Linked DNA regions of Mus musculus: region 1 is linked to region 2. The links are chromatin contacts, called in public promoter capture Hi-C maps. All regions are on one chromosome and are shown on one strand. The core of a region is the stretch at or near the end of the contact, and the rest is flanking DNA. Distances in the headings are between cores, read along the strand shown.

The links. Promoter capture Hi-C pulls out the DNA fragments that hold promoters and counts their contacts.
Region 1: a promoter capture Hi-C map of macrophages shows a contact between it and region 2, with 6 read pairs. The contact joins the promoter of Ccl24 here to the enhancer-like site in region 2. A contact is called at or near these places in 2 of 39 promoter capture datasets (cranial neural crest and macrophages), 3 of 115 datasets of contacts at active chromatin or transcription factors (embryonic stem cells and pancreatic cancer cells) and 3 of 9 other capture datasets (adipose tissue, embryonic stem cells and pancreatic islet).

What each region holds. Positions count from the first base shown.
Region 1 is chr5:135,570,099-135,574,465 of GRCm38.p6, forward strand. Ccl24 (chemokine (C-C motif) ligand 24) reads right to left here and starts at 2,951. Exons shown (of 3, transcript NM_019577.5): 1 at 2,802-2,951; 2 at 2,478-2,595; 3 at 1-865. The coding sequence starts at 2,874. The coding sequence ends at 697.
Region 2 is chr5:135,474,345-135,478,621 of GRCm38.p6, forward strand. The region is part of intron 1 of Hip1 (huntingtin interacting protein 1); the gene reads right to left. Among named protein-coding and RNA genes, the nearest start is that of Gm52790, 59 kb to the right of the region's middle. Within about 2 kb of position 2,082, at least 20 of the 459 cell types and tissues checked have an H3K27ac peak or open chromatin away from gene starts, as enhancers often do. A contact at or near this core is called in macrophages, where this site is marked.

The DNA of each region.
Region 1 (4,367 bases), core at 1,701-4,200, 97 kb after region 2:
TTGAACTCACAGAGATCCTCTTGCCTCTGCCTTCTGGGATGTCTGGCTAAGCTTGAAATTCTGATCTTCTTAGGCATGCACCATCATGCCTAGTTTTTGCGGTGCTGTGGTTGAAACCCAATGCCCCATGCATGCCAGGCAAGCACACCACCATCTGAGTTACACCTCCGGCTTTACAAAGACTGATGGGTTTAAAAATGCTGCTGTTGAAATCCTCCGTTTCTGCCAACTTTTTTTATCTGTTCCAAGTTCTGGGGATGGGACCAGCCTGGTATACCCATCAGCATGTTTGGGAGTTACTGCTGTTGACAGATCTTCACCCAGAGATGGACAGACAGACAGCCCTCAGGCCCCACCCTAAGACAAGAACCCTATGGAAGCCAGCTGCAAGCAAGGTCCGCCTGCAGAGACTCGGGGCTCATGCACCTGGGCTCTGATGAAGCCTTTGAGCCACACAAGAGATAACACAGGACAACTGATATTCTTCTGGAATCTTTTCACTCAGCACAGGAGACACCAGAACTCTGGCATGCTTGCAGCTCACTCAGGTTCTCACAGAATAAACACATCCCCTAAAAGAAATGCTGAGAATGGGGAAATGAACTTAGACCTCATCCCAGCTGGTCTGTCAAACCCCAAAGCAGCCTGGTAAAGCGTCAATACCTATGTCCAAGTTCAGGGACAGAGGAGAGGCGGCTAAACCTCGGTGCTATTGCCACGGCGTCTCTGGACAGCAAACTTGGTTCTCACTGCCTTGGCCCCTTTAGAAGGCTGGTTTTTCTTGGCATCCAGTTTTTGTATGTGCCTCTGAACCCACAGCAGCTTGGGGTCAGTACAGATCTTATGGCCCTTCTTGGTGATGAAGCTGTAGGAAAGAAGGGCAGGGTTTAGTTTGACGTCCTGCCAGGTGTGGAGACTAACCTTCCCTTTATGAGGAAGTGAGCGCAAGCGAGTCTCAGCTGCCCGCCTGCCCTTGGCGCTAGGAAGCCCCTGACATGAGACTTCTCTGCGAATTCTGTGTTTTACCACTGGGGGACAGGATGGTGGAGTGTGCGGATACGCTCATTCTGTGGCGTCCCTGTGAGACAAAGGAGGCTCTGCCTTTGAAGTATGGTGCTGGATATGGTGATACAGATATGGTCTGTGTCAGATCTATAGCAGGAGAACAGATCTGAGAGGTCAGCTTAGCTGGGGAAAATGTATGCCTTACAACTGTGAGGATACACGTTCAATTGTCAGGACTCCAAGCATGGTGGCATGAGCTTGTAATCTCAGCACTGAGGAGGCAGAGCTAGGGGGATTCCCCACAGCTTGACAGCCAGCTAGCCTAAACTACTTGGTGAGCTCCAGGCCGGTGAGGAAGCCAGAGACGGTTCAGCAGGGAAAGTGCTTGTCGCCAAGCCTGAGTTCTATTTCTGGGACCCACAGGGTAGAATAAGAGAACCCCTATACATGTTCTGCAGAGTGCATGCATGTGTGCATGCACACACACACACACACACACACACACAAAACTTAATTAAAAAAAGAGAGAGAGACTTCTATTTTGAAGGAGGTGCTCAGTATACTTGGTGACACCCAAAATTAGCCTCTGGTCTCCACAGACATGCACACACATGACGTGGACACTCATGCCCAGCTCATCTACACACATACCCATTTTTTAAAGGTAAACATCATCAGATCACACTAGGCATGGAAACATGGCTCCTGGGCCTGCTATAGCTGAGAGGTGAGCCCTGGATGCCCCCTTTGGTGCCAGCTCTCAGGGACGCTCTGATGTCAGCTGGGGGAATATTAACATGTCATTCCCCCTGTACAGCATAGCTTAAGACACGAGGTCATGCTTGTTACCCCAGGTGAAAAGGTGGCTCTGAAGCTATGTGAAATCTAGAGACCTGGGTGGTCATGCAGCCTTGAGCCTGAGGTCTTACTGAGCCTCAACTACCTTCATTAAAATGGAAAAAGTCCTATGTTCTCTGTGAGATTGTTTTTGGTTTTGCCATGCTGGGAATGAAACCCAGAGTTTTCTACAAGTTAGGAAAGTAGACTATTGATGAGCCACGTCCCCAGCCCCTCCCTGGGGGATTCTAGGCAGGGGTTCTGGCATTGTCTTATGAAATTGTTGAGAAGACTAGTTAGACTGATGGCATATCATGTATTTCCCTCCGTGCACAATACCTTGCCCACATTTGGTACTTTGTGGATGTTCTTAGCCTCCTGAGTGTTGGAATTACTGGCCTATACCATGTCCTGGTTGTTATGTGATATTAGGGATGGAACCACGCAGGGCTTCATGTATCCTAAGCAAGCATACTACGAACTGACCTACCTCCCTGCCCTGCTCTCCCCCTAGTTTCCTGGGTGAGGAAGCTGAAGTTCATGAAGTCTAGTGCCTTCTTCAGAGATGCCCAGGGCTGGACCTCCTCGGGAGGAGGAGAACCCTGGAGTTCGGGACCCTGGAGTTAGATACTCACATGACCCCTGCCTTGGGACAGATGCTGCCGTTGGCCAACTGGTAGCTAACCACTCGGTTTTCTGGAATTTTCTTGGAAATAAAGGACGTGCAGCAAGATGAGGGGATGGTCACAGAATCTGAAAGGAAAGAGAAGAATCAGGTCAGTATCCAGCCTGCCGTAGGCTCAACTGCAGACACAGAGCCTGTCATACCCCAGCCACTTAGTGCCTCCCTCAGCCCCAGCTCCAGACTTCTTGGTTCCCTCACCCTTCACTGTGCCAAACCAGCCATGGCCTTAGAAGCTTTTGCTACCAGCAGCCCCACACTGGCCCAGAAGTCTCACCTATGGGGAAGATGCAACACGCGCAGGCTACCAGGAGAAGGAGGCCGGCAACGATCGTAGCAGAGCCCGCCATGTTCTGGAGGTCAGGCACAGCTCAGAGTTCAAAGCTGGGGTGCAGAAAAGAGATCCTGGAGATATGAGGACACCCCGATCTCCCTCCCACTGGTCTTTATATGGACAGCTCAGGAGATAGAGGCTCTGGTGTCCCTCCCGCCCTCTCCCCCACGGACTTCCTCGAAAATCGTTGAGCATTCTGTGGTCCAAAAAATGGGGAAGTTGTTGCCCATTTCTTGTCCAGTGGAGTCAGCAATTATTTGGGGTTCTGGCAAGAGAAAGCTGGGGGAGGGCTGTCATCCTGCCTGGGCCACAGCCAAGGGAAAATGTTTTAGATGACTTTGCTCTGTGGCTTATTGCGTGAAATCCTGGGTAAGTTACTTGGTTCTCTGAGCCTCAGTTTTTGTAGCTGCATAGTGAGTAGAGTCCTCCTTATCTCCCTGCCTTCTGTCCACTCATTCATCTATTGATTTACCTGTCTGTCTATCCATCCAACCATTCATCCATCTATCCATCCATCTACCTGTCCATCCATCCATCCATCCATCCATCCATCCATCCATCATCCATCCATCCATCCATCTACTGATCTGCCTATCCATCCATCTATCTATCCATACATCCTTTGATCTGCCTATCATCCATCCATTGATCAACCTGTCCATACATACATACATACATACATACATACATACATACATTTACACATACATCTACCTATCCATCTATCTATCCATTCATTCATCTACCTGTCTATCCATCTTTCCACCCATTCATCCATTGATCTATCTATCCATCCATTGGTCTACCTGTTCATACATACGTACATCTACCTGTCCATCTTTCTTTCTACCTATTCTTCCATTGATCTCTACATCCATCCATCTATCCATCCATCCATCCATCCCTCACTCTACCTGCCCATCCATCTATCCATCTAAAGGGGACTAAAAGGAGCAAAAGCAGGCTCTCTGAGATGATGGCTTGTTCCCAGAAGACATTAGGATGAGAGATGGTAAGAAGACACAGGGGTAGGTATCTAAACAGGACCAATAGAGGGGAGAGGAGGACCCTGGGACCTTATAAAATACACAAGATTGCATCCATTTAAGGACTTTGAACTTAGGGCCCTTCACACCCTGAAAAGATAAAATGGTAACTTTCTTTTCTCTGTGACTTGGTTTTCTGTCGTTCCCATAAGTTCAATTTGTCCATGTAGGGAACCATACGTAGCAATCCTCTAGACAACTACCAATGCCTTCATGACTGGTCCATGCGTCATCCATCCATTCACCTACTAGTCCATCAATCCATCCATCTACCCATTATAGATCCATCAAACTTTTATTAAGCATGTGTTATAGTCGACAGGTATATAGAGAAACATTTTATTTCTGTGCCCATCAAGTCCCCAGTCCTGTGCCCAGCCTTTTTAGAATAAATAAGAAGTTGATCAGGTCTGAGACAATTTCCCCTAAGCCAGAGATTTCAGAGATTGGTGCCTGGGGTGAC
Region 2 (4,277 bases), core at 832-3,331:
GTAGAACTCTGGGATTTTGGGCTAGGAAAGCCATTGAGAGGTTCAGAGCTTAATGAACCACTGTGGGAACCTAAAAGATAAAGCTGGGAGCAATGCAAATGAGGGTGGCCTGGCTTGTGAAATTTCAGAGGGAGCTTTGACGGTCCCTTAAAGGACTCTACTAAGACCTTGAAGAATCAGCCACCCTGATCAGCTGTAATCAACAAGGAACCATTAAATGAAACCTTTGCTTTGCTTGGACAATTGATACTGAGCAGCCAGGGCTGAAGAATCAGCTGGCATTAAGATGAGACCAGCATCACTGAGGTGAAATCTCCCAAGAGTGTTTCCCCAGGGTTAGCACACAGAAGCTGTGGTCCAAGAGGAGCCCAGGCTCTCATGTTGGCAGTCAAACTTGGAAATGTGTAAACATCTCTCCGTGGTACTGGTTTGGAACACATGAAGGAGCTGTGAAGAGTACCTGAGATTCGGCACCACGAGAGGTCAAAAGAAATCAACAGTGAATGCAGCCCCAGTTGAAGTAGAAGCCCCAGCATTGAAGGGGTCATGGGGAGACCTTGGGGCTTGGCACAGTGTGACAGGATCAGCGTTCCTGAAGAAGAGCTCAGGAAAGGCTACTGCTGAGAATGCAGCCCAGCCGCAGCCATCACAGAGACCCCAGTATTTTGGAGGTGCCAGTACCATGGGATGACCAGCCAGGCCGTCAGCAGGTATGCTGTGGAGCTAGTATGAGCCCACCAGGCAAGCTGAATAGGCTGTGAATGGCAGGGCTAGAGAGGCTCAAGCCTCGTGGAGTCCAGAAGATCCTGAGCAAGTCCCAGAAGGTCAGCACGGAGCCTAGCACTGTGGGACATCTGTTTCGCTCTGCTTTGACTCAACTGTGCCCCGGATGTTCTTGTTTGAAAGAAGTATGTAACTTATTATTTTATTTTACAGGAGCCCACAAGTTGTGAGACTTTGGAATTTTAGAAAGGCTTTGAAGTTTGTAAGAGACTTTGGATATTTTAAAGAGACAACTTTGAAAGTATTTGAGTTTCTAAACAGTAGAGGACTTTTAAAGTTACTTATGCTGTATATTTTGATGCCATTATTGAGAGCTTGAGGATAAAAACAGAAAGGTTATAGCTGAATAGTGATGCATTTGGTGTGTCAAATTGACACAACAATTGCATGTCAACTGTCTTTTGTTGGTGTTGTCAACTTAACACAAGCTAAAGTTCTCTGAGAAGAGGGAACCACAATTGAGAAAACACGTCAGTAAGCTGCAGTTGAAAGCAAGGCTGTGTAGCATTTTCTTAGTGAGGATGTGGGAGGGGCGCAATGATGACTGCCCTGGGCAGTCCTGGGCATACGAGAAATAGGCTGAGCAAACCATGGGGAGCAAGCCAGTAAGCAGAGTTCCTCCATGGGCTCTGCTTCAGTTCCTGCCTTGAGTTCTTCCCTGACTCGGTGATGGAGCATGGCCAGAAAGTTGTCGGATGAAATAAACCCTTTCCTCTCCAGGTTGCTTAAAGTCCTAGCATTTTATCACAGCCATTGAAGTCATACAAAGACACCCAGAATCCTCAAGTGAGTGACCAAGGACATCAATAGGGAAAACATAGAGCTGGGTATGGCACATAGATTAATTCCAGCACTGGAGGAAAGGGGCAGAGGTAAATGCCCTGTCTCAGGCCAGTCAGTTCTACATGGCGAGACCTTGAGGGACTGAGCTGGAAACTGACCTTGCTGCAGACAATCACAGTGAACGTGACTAGGGCTGCTTGGGTCCCTTGGAAGGACTGAATGGTCCCTCTCAAACGCCATGAAAGACAGGAGGATGGGAAGTGCAGGCAGCTAGGTCTTAACAGGGGGACCCAGCTGAAAAGGAGTTACCACTGGTCAAGCTGGCTTGTTTCAAATGGACTGATGACAAGGCTTTTGCCCATTTGGGACTCACCAGTTCTACCAGATGGGCACAGGTGGTCTAGACAGTAATGGCCGTGCAAGCTTTCGAGGGACCGACTGGATCTTCTGGGTAAAGAGGAAGCAAGGTGGGGGAGGGGGGATCAGGAAGCAAAAGGGTTGGTGAGAGTCCTGTGCAGATGCCATTGGATGAAGGAAGTGACATCAGCCTGAGCCCCGCCCCCCTGCCCCAGCCCTGTTCCTCCCCAGGCCTTGTGTTTTCCCTTTGGTCAGTTTGTCTCTCTCTCCTTTATTCCCTGTTTAGCTTTTAAAATGCTCGGGCCAGACAGATCAATACTGGAACATATTCAGTCCCTTTGGGACTTTACCTCCTCTTGGAGGAAGAGCTTTAAGAAGAAGAGACACGGGGGCTAAGAGATGGCTCAGTGGCTAAGAGCGCTGGTTGCTCTCCCAGAGTCCCTGACAATCTGGAATCCCAGTGCCCACTCTTCTGACCTTCATGGGAACTAGGCATGGTATGCTTGTTAAGCACATATATATATACATACATGCATGCATGCATACATACATACATACATGCAGACACAAAGGCCATATACATCACAGAAAAGAGAGACAAAACTACCCGCTGCTTGCTTTTGGGAAGACAGGAAGACAGTTCTACAGCAGGGGCCTGGCCTGCAGTGAGTGTACACTTGTCTGGCATGTGTGAGGTCCTGGGTTTGATTCCCAGCACATACACAATCCTCTTTTAACCCCTCCTACCTGAATTCCAGCTTACACATCAGTTCACTTAGCATTTACACCAACATTGGGTCTAACTCTGCTGAACAGATGGGGAGACTGAGGCCCAGAATGGCTGAGTAACCTTTCCGGGGTCACCATACCTAGTATGAGGGTTAACCTTCATTGCCAACTTGACTGGATTTTATTTTTGTAATTTTTTTAAAAATTATTTGTTGGTTTTTGTTTATTTATTTGTATTTTCAAGGCAGGGTTTCTCTGTGTAACAGAGTCCTTGCCTATCGTGGACTCACTTCATACACCAGGGTAGCTTCAAACTTAGAGACATAGGCCTGCCTCTGCCCCAACAAGTTCTGAGACTAAAGGTGTATAACATGCCTGGCTCTAATTATTATTATTATTATTATTATTATTATTATTACTATTATTATTATTATTCTCTCAAATATTACATTCTGACTACAATTTCCCCTCCTCCCTCTCTCCCCCAGATCCACACCTCTCCTTTCCTCAGAGAAAAACAGTCCTAACAGGGACATCAACCAGACACAGCGTAACAAGCTACAATAAGACCAGGCACATTCCAGCACATTAAGGCTGGATAAGGCAACCCAGTAGAAGAAGAAGGGTCCTACAACTAGATTTTAAATCACTATGATACGCCCCTCTGGGCGTGTCTGTGAGGGAACATCTAGATTGGTTAGTTGAGGCGGGAAGACTAGACCCTCCCTGGATGTGGTTGCACCATCCCATGAGCCGGGGCCCCCATCTGAACTCAAAGGAGAAAGTGTGCTGAGCACCAGCGTCCATCTCTCTCTGCTTCCTGACTGGGATGCAGTGTGAGCAGCCGCCTCACGCTCCTGCCGCCATGATGGGCTGTGAGGTACATCCTTTTCTAAGCTCCTCTGTCAGGAATGTTATCACAGCAAAGACTAACAAGTACAGCTCCCTGCTGAGATGACCCAGCTTGTGAACAGCAGGTTTCATAATTTGAACCCAGATCTCTACAGAGCACCAAGTCCAGCCATCCTATCTACATCCCCCTGGCTACTTAGTTTTTCTTAGCTTAACACACACCTAGAAATTTGGGAAGAAGGAACCTCAGTAAAGGAATTGCCTCCATCAGACTGATGATTAACATGGGAGGGCCCAGCCCACTGTTGGTTGGTAGGTCTAGACAAGCCGGCCCATATTTATAAAAAAGCAAACTGGGGCAGAGGAAGTGGGACTGGAGAGATGGCTCAGCAGTTAAGAGCTCTTCCAGAGAACCTGAGTTCAATTCCCAGCAGCCACATAGTGACACACAACTGTTTGTAACTCAAGTTTCAATATCAAGATTCAATATCCTCTTCTGGCCTCCTTTGGGCAGCAGGGGGGCATGTAGCCAAAACACCAATACAGAAAAAATCAAAAAAATCAAAAACAAAAATAAAGAAAAGGCAAACAAGCCGGTAAGCAGTGTTCCTGTGGCCTTTGCTTCCGCTCTTGCTTCCAAGTGTGCGTGTGTGCCTTGAGTCCCTGTCTTAGCTTCCCCCTAGGGTGGACCGTACCTTAGAAGACAAAGAAAACCTAGCTGCTTTTCAGTCACGGTGTTTATTACCACAGCAACAGAAAGCAAACTAGAATAG